2 separate regions of the Sus scrofa genome follow, and region 2 is linked to region 1. Evidence: chromatin contacts called from public HiChIP or PLAC-seq data. All regions are on one chromosome and are shown on one strand. Each heading gives the region's core, a stretch centred on a gene start, on an enhancer-like site or on the middle of the called end of the contact. The rest is flanking DNA. Distances are from core to core; before and after follow the strand shown. Region 1 holds the start of CLTA (clathrin light chain A). Region 2 holds the start of RNF38 (E3 ubiquitin-protein ligase RNF38).

What was found. HiChIP or PLAC-seq counts read pairs in DNA pulled down with a chosen protein or histone mark.
Region 2: a contact with region 1 is called in an H3K27ac HiChIP or PLAC-seq map of alveolar macrophages. The contact joins the promoter of RNF38 here to the promoter of CLTA in region 1. A contact is called at or near these places in 1 of 5 promoter capture datasets (liver) and 1 of 2 datasets of contacts at active chromatin or transcription factors (alveolar macrophages).

Annotation. Positions count from the first base shown.
Region 1 is chr1:236,969,122-236,974,285 of Sscrofa11.1, forward strand. CLTA (clathrin light chain A) reads left to right here and starts at 2,196. Exons shown (of 5, transcript XM_021066021.1): 1 at 2,196-2,728. The coding sequence starts at 2,530.
Region 2 is chr1:237,237,787-237,242,950 of Sscrofa11.1, forward strand. It overlaps RNF38 (E3 ubiquitin-protein ligase RNF38), which reads right to left and starts at 2,525. Exons shown (of 13, transcript XM_013993658.2): 1 at 2,225-2,525. The coding sequence starts at 2,477.

The DNA of each region.
Region 1 (5,164 bases), core at 946-3,445:
TATACGCACATATGACCTGCCTCCCTTCCATGTTTTCAGTTCTTTGCTTGCTCTCTGCCCTCTCCACACCCCTACCCCATCACCATCTGCCCCTCTCTTACAGTAATTTGTATGCATTTCTCACTGCCCTGCTCCTGTATCAGATCCTTTTGGGGTTTAGAGGGTGGGAACTTTGAATTGGAGCTGTAGCCTCTGGCCTATGCCACAGCCACAGCAACACCAGATCCGAGCCACATCTGCGACCTACACCACAGCTCGCGGCAATGCTGGATCATTAACCCACAGAGCAAGGCCAGGGATCGAATTTGCATCCTCATGAATACTAGTCAGATTCGTTTCCACTGAGCCATGATGGGAACTCCTGCCTCCAGATCTACCTTTAATTATTCCTCTTCATAAGAACCTCAAACTAATTTACTCTCCCTCCTCCAAACATGCCAAGCTGTGAAACTCTGCACAACAGTAATAGCAGGCCACTACAAGTGACTCTTCTAAATCTTACCCATATTCCATAACTGAGCTCCAAGCTACATCCTCTGTGACATCATCATCCCTAAACACCTCAGATGATTTTCCCAATTTTGAGTGTTGGGAATTTTGCTAATTTTGGATGATGACAGGTGGTGCCTCCTCCTGGTGACTCTCAGGAAGCTTCTCCAGAGTGAGGCATCTGCCCTGGAGAGAATGCTGTCACTTAGCTGCTACTCTAGTGAGCAACCAAAAGTTATCTTCCTTGGACCCTCGCATGGGAGTCACTGTCCCTTATCCTCCTAACAGGAATAGGATAGGTTGTTTTAAGGAGAAGGTGAATGTGAAATTACTTCATGCATTGTTGCCAATTTGTTAGAATGAGCATTAAAACAAGGAGAGGAGGTAACTGAGTCAGTTGCAGGCCCTAAAGTTTTTAGTTTCTTATGTGTTTTTCTTCAAAACTTTCCTACACTCCATACTTGAAATGACTTTAAAAGTAAGTACATACTGTAAGAAAATAATTACCCTTTTGTGTCAACAAAGATACATGATTACTTTCAAAAACCGCTTTCTTCTCCTTTGTGGACTACCTCTGGAGGCAACTTTGACCTCTGGCTGGCTTTTAGGTTTGTCTCTGTTTTTGACTTTTTAGGGTGGTGGTGGAGAAGGTCCTTCTGTTAGCCAGTGCATAAGCAACCTTCCCCCTATGAGCATGAGTAACTGGAATCACTCTATTATCTTGTCTATGGTATAGACAAAATTAGCCATGTTACGAACATGCACCTGAGTTTAAAGAAATCCTGTCATGGCTCAGTGGTAAACGAACCCGACTAAGAACCATGAGGTTGAGGGTTCCATCCCTCGCCTTGCTCAGCGGGTTAAGGATCCAGCGCTGCTGTGAGCTGAGGTGTAGGTCGCAGACGAGGCTCGGATCCCACGTTGCTGTGGCTCTGGAGTAGGACGGTGGCTACAGCTCCAATTAGACCCCTAGCCTAGGAACCTCCATATGCCACAGGAGCAGCCTAGAAAAGGCAAAAAGACAAAAAATAAAATAAAATAATAAAATAAAAAATAAAAAAAGTAAAGTTCCTGCCTCCCTTAGGTGGGAAAGGAGTATGATACAAAAGATTGTGGCTAGAACCATTTGGAGTTGCTCAGGAGACCTGGGTTTCCTCTTGGCCACTGACTCCCCGTGAAAACCACGTCTTCTCACGCAGGGGCCTCAGTTTCCCTATGAACCAGATAATCCTTAAGGCATCTTTCAGTTCTAGAAATTCCTGCCTAGCTCTGAAAAGAGTACTGTATGCGAAAGGCTTTGTAAAAGGGGTTATATTCTCCGTTTTATAACAATACTATGGAGGAGAAAAGTCACAATGAATGGGAAGCGATTACATTTAAGTCAGGCAGCTCTAAAGGACAAAATAACCCCTGGGTGAATGGGTTAACAAACTTTTTTTTCTTTAGAAAGCCAGAACAGAGCCATAAAAGGACTCGGTTTTCTCAGTAATCCTGGAAGGAGGCAGTGCAGGACTCTTGTTCCCATTTTACAAATGCGGAAAATGAGATCCCAAAAGCCTAAGTGTCTAGACTCTTTTGCAATCGGCCAGCCATCACCGCCCTGACTTCGCCTCACTTCCCGGTTCAACACAGAGCGTCCCTTCTGAGGTGGCTGTCCTGGGTCAGTCCAGCCCCTAAGGCGGGTCAGGCAAGGCTGCCTTCAGACACACACCACTTCCGGCTCCCGGGGGCTGGAGGGGCTTAGCGCCTTCCACGCAGGTGCTTCCCGAGTCACGAGTTTTATTCGGGGGCCTTCCCCTCCTCCTGCTGATTGGTTAGCACTTGAACCATTTCTGTCCTCTGATTGGTTATTACCTTTTCGGCTCTCCAACACTGCCTATATCAACCGGATATGGGGGTAGGGTTTCCGCTTCCGTCTTCTCCCTCCTCCAGCTTGTCCTCCGGTCGCGTTGCCACCACAGCGGCCGCTGCCGGGCGCGGTTACGGCGGGTCGGTTGGTGTGTCTTTCAGCGTCGATTTCTGTGCAGTTGAACGCCTGCCATGGCTGATTTAGATCCGTTCGGCGCCCCCGCCGGCCCCTCGCTGGGGAACGGAGTGGCCGGCGAGGAGGACCCGGCCGCGGCCTTCTTGGCGCAGCAGGAGAGCGAGATTGCTGGCATCGAGAACGACGAGGCCTTCGCCATCCTGGACGGAGGCGCTCCTGGGCCCCAGCCGCACGGCGAGCCGCCGGGGGGTCCGGGTGAGTGCCGGCGCGTTCGGGGCGGGAGCGGTTGTCCGGAAACTCGGTCCGGAGTGCGTCTGAGAGCTCCGTGTAACTCTTGTTGTTGGCTAACCGGGAGGTTGAGGAGTCAAAGAGGAAACGAGACCCCAGTTCAGTCATGCAGAAACCTGGGCTCGAGAAGCCTAGTCTGTTCTGTGAGTGTGTGTGAACCCTCCTGGGTACAGGCGGAGCCAGAAAGCCAAGAAAAGAAGGTGACAGGCTGAGGAGCCTTAAGAAGCCTGTTCAATTCAGGAACTTTTCATTGAGCACTTGCTTTGACTTGAACCTGGCTTCTGAGGCACAGCCGCATTGGCGCAGTTGGCCAGAGTTAACAGACAAGGCTGAGCTTAACACAGACCAGTTAGCAGGAAGGAAGACGGAAAAAAAGATAAGAATAGTGGTATTGTTTTTGAGACACACAAACAAATTGCAGTGCAATTCAGCACTTAATGTACAGAATATTGGGTTCGAGGGAGGAAAGGAGGAGTGAGTAAGGAATGCAGGAAAGATGGTCTAGCTCTGGAGAGAGAAGAAGAGTTTTGCCATTTGTCGAACGTATTGCGGCTAGGACTTCCGAAGCTCAACTTCCTACGGGAACAGCTTTTGGTAGGAGTGCTGCCTAAACAGAACCTGAGATTAGCCTGGACCAGTCTTCCCAGAGGCGAGTAGAAAATGTGGCGTGGCCTCTCCCCACGCAAACTCCAGCAAAAAGGAGGGAAAGGGAGCACGTGGTAAGCTACCAGTTTGACCTCTGAATGCCTTACCGGTGTGCAGAGTTTAGGATTGTGGTGGTAGGAGGGAGGAAACGAGTGCAAGAGACCTTTTCAATCGTTTAAGGAAGTAGGAAATTCGGTAGAAGAAAGGAGACTTGGCTTTTCATTTGCTTAAAAAAACATTCCAATTAAGGGAGAATAGGGTGCTAGCGGGGCAGATGGGTGTGTTTATACTAAACCCAAACCTTCAGGGGGCCATGCAGGTGACATAAATGAGAGAAACCTGTTGGGAGTGAGATGATGAGGAATTTTGGAAACTGGGGCGTTGGTGCGCTCGATGAGCGGTCTTTGTAAAAGCAGTCAGACTAAGGAGTCTGTCTTCAGCCAGCCAGAACCTTTGGGGAAGTGGGTCTGGGGAGACTGCTAGGTTGCAGCCTGAATTTTTAAACTACACCATGCTGCCTCCAGAGCAAGTCAGTTCCCCCATATGAACTTACAGAACAGGTAATAGGCCAAAAAAGGTAATTTACAGCCGGCATGTTGGGCTGAACTCTAGGCTATGGTGGGAAAACGAAGTTGGCTTTCAGTGATTAGGGTTTCTTAGTTGCTATGGGTGGTCTTCACTGTTTGCCTGAGAATCAAAATTTATTTTAGATCCTTAGTTCATCTCCCCTCATTTGATAGAAAGAAGTATGAGTCCTACAGAGAAATGACTTGCTTAAGAAAAAAGGGCATGTTAACAGCTGAGCTCCAAGTCTCCCTGCCTTAGATTGTACCATATTCTGGTGGCGTTTTTAGGCAGAGGTGGGGTGGGATGAGAGATTGCCATCTCTGAAAGACAGTTGTGGCTGCCCTGATGAGGACAGAGTTGGGAGCATCAGGACTCGCAGAAGGCTGTCCTGATTCAGGACAGTGTTAGCTCTTGCTCGCTTTTGTATCCCCGGTGCCTAGCAGGGTGTCTGGCATGTAGTAGATTCACAGGAATGTGCGAAAATGTCAGGTACAGGGGTCCTGTGTAGAACCAGCAGTTGTTGGTGATGGACAGTTTGGAGAGAGAGAAGGGAAAGAGTAAAGTTGGACATGGATCCCTTGTGCATCGAGCTTTCAGCAAAGGGAAGGAAGGGACGATTGCTGACTTATTTCCTACGAAGGCCTTTCTTAGTAAACTAAGCATTTAGTGACTTAAAGCCAGATCTCTAACAGTGTAATTGAGGTTGGTAATAGTGCAGTGGTCAGAAAAAAAAAAAAATCATGCAGTGGTCAGCACTTCCTTTGGGGAGTAGAGAAGTGGTTAGACATTTTCTTTACCTCTTCTCTCTCTCTCTCTCTCTCAGTCACTCACTCTTGTGGTTAAGATTCTGTGCTGTCCTAGACTGCTTGAATGTGAGTTAAGCTTTGTGGTCTCAGACAATTTATATAACCAACACCACTGCCACTGCCCTGCCTCAGTTTTCTCCTCTGTAAAAGGTGCAGATATAAACCCTCCCGGGGTTGCTAGGATTATGTGAGCACCTGTGAAATGCTTACACACACAACCTGGTGTGTTATTAACACAGTACCTGTTATTCCTTGGGAGTGGGATGAGAAAGGTGTTACAAACCCTATAGGCTTTGGAGTGTAATGAGAAACAGATTTTAGGAGGGATCTCTGTATCTGATGTGTTAGACAGGGATGTATAGGCAGGAGGTTCTAAGTGAGTTTG
Region 2 (5,164 bases), core at 1,275-3,774, 270 kb after region 1:
CCCAACCCCAATCTTATGTTTATAAGATGCAACCATTTTAATACATGTGGCTATAGTTTATTTTTCAGTGCTGCAATATTCAATTGTGTGGGACCATCATAGGGGAAGACTTACTCTGTCTTCCCCTGTTGGTGGACATTTAAGAGGTAATGTACATTCTTATATTTCTTTTGCACTTATTTTCTTGGACAAGCATGCAAAGATTTCAGGGTGTTTGCCCAGAACTGGACACTTCAGGTAAATAGGTTTGTTTGCCCTCCTTCAACTAGGAATTACTATACTACCCTCCAAAGTGGCTGTATCCATTTACATTCCCACTAGCAGTATATAAAGGGTGATCTCCCCACAACCTAACACTTAGTTATCACAGCACTTAATTTTTGCCAATCTGATGAGTGTGAAATAACATCTCACTGATGTTTCAATTTCCATTTTCCTGATTTTAAGTCTTTGACAAGTAAATTTTCATGTTTTTATGTGTATCTGTCAAATATGTTTTTCTCAGTTTTTTTAAAAAAATTTAACCCATCTTGTGTGAATCCAGGCACTTTTTCCCAAAGAACCTTGCCAAGAGCCACCACAGCTGGAAAGCTGAGGTGCTAGGAGGGTAGCAAGAAGGAATCATCTTGGACAAAGGGCCCTAATTAATGCATTTACTAATTAGTCTTTCCCTTCCCTTTTTTGTCAAGTCTTACTTCCAAAAGACAATACTATAGGCCTACAACCTGAGAACAAGAAAGAAAATGGGGGTGGGGAGTATTAAAGCTAAAACATGTATTTAAAAAGAGTACCTATAACCGTCTTTACTCAAAGAAAATGAAGTGACTGCAGACCAATACCTATTACCAAGCTTGTAAGATACCATCCACTTCTTACAGACTCCTTTCAAGCTCATTACCTTTGGCTCCCTCTTTGAAACAGCCCAGTTTTTTCCTCTAGACTAGACACTGTCCCCCTCCCTTCGGCAACCCTTTCATCTCCCTTCCCCCACAATGACTAAATAACCTCTCCGTTCCCCCATTCTACAGCTTCTGTCTTCTAGCTCCACAGGACTTTCACTGCCCACAACACTGCTCTTTCTCTGTTGCCTCTAGAACCCCAAGTCCCTTTCCTAGATGCTTCCACAGTTAAAAAAAATAAAAATAAATTAAAAAAAAAAAAACCCACTCGAAAGAAAACGGGAATCCCATGCCGTACATGGCCCTGTTCCATGCCAGGCTGGAGGGTGTCCCAATCTCTCACTTCCTTCCCTCTTCAAGCCTGGGATAGCTGTTCTTTCTCTGGGGGTTCCCCAAGTGGGACAGGTCCAGACCACCTGGGGAAACCTCATTTGGGCTTTCTGGGGCAGAAAGGCCCTTACAAGCGCCAAACATACACTTGTTTGGCGCCTGAACGAAACTCGGGCCATTTCGTGAAAAAGACACCTTATGGATCTTACGGGTATCTTCACAAAAGCGGGCAGGCCTGCCTCCTATTAATTCCAGCTGGATTAGTTTAGTCCGTGCAGGGGTGGGGAAGGTGGCCTGACAAGAGACCAAATGGTCCTTGAGATAAGAAGTTTCCGAAGCTCTGACCCACTCACTCAAGAAAGCTCTCGTCCCGGAGTACAACCTCACAGGCGTCTCTCCCCCTGCTGCTCCCCAAGACGGCTCCCCAGGACGCCACCAAGCCCCAAGGTAGCCCCCGCTCCTTGGTCCCAGCCTACAACAGATCCTTCCTCCTAAACCAGCCCAGAAAGGGCTGGGTGGGCGTGCCTGGAATCCGGGCCTAGCGCCCCCTCCTCCGCGATCAATCTCTTTCGCTTCTCCGGGGACGGGGGCTCTTCCTCCTCTCAGCGCTCCCTGCTCGGGGCCCACGCGGGCCCAGAGTGGTCCTGGGTCCCAGCCAGGCTACGACTCTTGCCGGCTATGTGACCTTGGGCAAGTCACTTCCCCCAGTAACCCTCAGTTTCCTCCTCCGCCCGGCGGAGCCCTAAAGAGGTCCTGCCCTGCCCACCCTAGGGGAGGGGGTTCCCCACTGGGTGAGAAAACGCTTTGTGAGCTGCTCGGCGCTGCGGGGACGCAGGGCTCCCGGGGGCTTCCGAGCAGTACAAACCTGACCCGGACAACGCTCCACCCTCACCGCGGGGCCGGGCGGCTGGACCACACGCCTCTGCCCCCCCGCCCCGGCCACCCCGGGACCAACCCACGCCCCTCCCCGCCTGGCCCTCTCCTGCACCCCGTACCTGTTCCCGGCGCTCGGCCGCAGGCGCCGCCACCCTGGGCGCCAGCCCGGAGAGGCCCGTGGCCCAGAGGGCTGAGGCGGCCGGCGGCGGCGGGCTCGGGCCGGGGCGGCGGCGGTGGGGGTCGCGGGCGGCGCGGGGGCCCGAGCTCCGCGGGGCCCGGCCTGGGAGACGACGACTGAGGCTGGAAGTGCGCGGCAGCCGCAGCTCCTGAGGCGGCGGCGGCGGCGACCGCGGCGGCGGCGCTTCCGCTCATGGCGGGGCCGCGGGCAGCGGCTCCGGCTACGACTCGACTCCGGCGCGGCGGGCGCTGGCTGGGCCCTGGCCGGCAGCGGCGGTGGCGGCGGCAGCGACGGAGGCGGCTCCCAGAGGGGGAGGAGGCGGAGCCGGGAAGCGGCGGCGGCGGCGGAGGGGGCGGGGACGCTGAGGGGGCGGGGACGCAGCGCCGCTGCCGCCAATGGGCAGACGGCTGCTCTGTTGGCCGCGGCTCCCGAGCTGGGCGGGCGGCGCCGTGGGGCATCTTCTGTAGCTGCTGCTGGTTGAGGCGGGGAGGCTGAGGGCCGCCCGCAGGGAGAGACCAGCTCCTGGGGCTGCTCCGCCCCCGGTCCGCCCCCGGGGCGCGGCCGCGGGCCTCCCGGGCCAGGCCTTGTGCGACCCAGGCCCAGCTGCGCCTGAGGCTGCACTGCCTCCGGCGCCAAGATTGGCGCCCGCGAATTTGCCGGCGGCTTGGCTCGGGTGGCTGCTGCCCGCCAGCGCGCCGGCCCACCGGCTCCCATTCCACGGGTTGTGCCGCCTCCTTCCTCCACCTCTCCCCATGCTAGAGCCACAGCTTCCTCTCCTCTCCCTCCCTTGGCTGTTTCCTCAAAGTTTTTCCTTTTCAGACATTTAGGATAGAAAGTCTCCCTTCCCTTCTTGGGTTATGTCTTAGTGATAAATCTAGCCCCACGGACCCAGAGAGAAAAGCAGAAGCAGAAACGAGAGATGGAGATGCTCTGCCTTCTCTGAGTCTAGTGATCCATTTTGAATTATGAACAGAAGCCAGCCAGGCTCAGCCCTGGCCCCTCGCCCCTTTCTCCGACTTTCTCTTCCTCTTTCTTGCTTTAAACGCCCTTGTTGCTAAAAGACTTACAGGAAACCATCCAACCCAGCTGGGCTCAGTCTCAAAAGAGGGAGAGGCTGTGAGGTGCGGAAAGGCTTTTGAGTTGTGCTGACAGTCTTTCTCTGAGAGAAGAATTCTGCAGATTCATGACCCCCTTGCACCCTCCTCTCCTTGGTTGTGCTGTTAGTTACTGAACCCGTTTTCCTTTTATGTTTCTCTGACTCTTATATCAAAGCCATAGAGGAGCAAAATAAACTCAATCATGTGCTGGGAGTGCCTCTAAGTACAGCCATGTGGGTGAGAGTGCAGCTAAACTGCTGAATAGATCATTTCCATAAAGTATTATCCTCAGCCTTTCCCCACATGCGGCCACCAACTGGGGACTGAGCACAGAGAGAGCCAGCTACAAGTAGAGGAGGCCCCATGAAAGAAGTGTGGATGAATCTTTGGCAACAGACATTTCAAATTCCATCTTGACACTTAACCAGGTGTGTGATTTTTTTATTTTCATTGACGTGTCATGACCAATGCTAGCCACTAGGGATTTAAGGATAAAGTCCAGTACCTGAAAATCTTTGCAATCTCCTTGGAGGCTAGTGAGATACATTTTTAGAAGTTAAGAACTTAAGAATGAGCAGGAGTTTACCAGGTGGAGGAGATGGTGGGAAAGTGGACTGGGAAGACGTTTAGATTATAATTGTCAGAGTTCCCCTTGTAGCTCAGCAGGTTAAGGACCCAACGTCGTCTCTGTGAGTCCTGGCCTCGTTCAGTAGGTTAAGGATCCCACGTTTCCTCAAGCTGCAGCATAGCCCACAGATGCAGCTTGGATATGGTATTTCTGTGGCTGTGGTGTCTGCCTCAGCTGTAGCTCCAATATGACTCGTAGCCCTTCTATACCCACAGTTATGGCTGTAAAAATATAAAGAAAATAAAAATTAAAAGATTCCTAGTTGACCAAGGGACCCAGTATTTCCTGACTCGCATCCCTGACTTTCTGGTCACCGAGGAGGCGGGTAATATCATATTACTAGCTGGGGCTTTTGTCCCCATGCCTACTGTAGAACACCCATAAACTACAGCATTCTTCTCTCTTTGGATAGGTCTTACAGCCTTGCATGAAATCAGGCCTGTTTCTACTCCAAAGCCCAAACTCCCATTTTAACTCTTACAGCTTCAGTCTGGTCAAATGTTTTGCCTACCATCCAGAGAAGAAAAGGAGCAGGCAAGCAGTTTAATCCATTAACCAAAGGAGCCCACTGAGGCTGCCTTGCAGCCTGGGAAGAAACAAAGGAGAGAACCAGGCCAACTCACCTTACCAGTTAAGGGATGCAAAAGAAAGAATGGATGACATCAGGCGTTCTGTGACCTTTGTCTCTGAAAATTTCCATCCTGCAAAAATGATGGAAGAGAGATGATCATGATGTATTTGGGAAACCAAAGTTTAAATAGGACTGGAGCACAACCTGGGTGGTGAGTTGAGAGAAGAGATCAGACTGGAGAGTTAAGAGGAGACCAGAGACCATGAAGAGACTTAAGTACCACACTGAGGCATTTGAACTTAACCGAAATATCTAGAGAGCTATAGAAGGGTTTAGTGAGAGTGACATAATCAGATTAGATTTTGGCAAGATTGGCTGGCTATTGTGTAGAAAATAAATTGGAAAGGAATAAGAAGAATGGTGATAAAAATCAGCTCAGGAGTTCCTGTCGTGGCCCAATGGTTAATGAAACTGACTGGGAACCATGAGGTTGTGGGTTCAATCCCTGGCCTTGCTCAGTGGGTTAAGGATCCGGTGTTGCCGTGAGCTGTGGTGTAGATCCCAGACACGGCTCGGATCCCATGT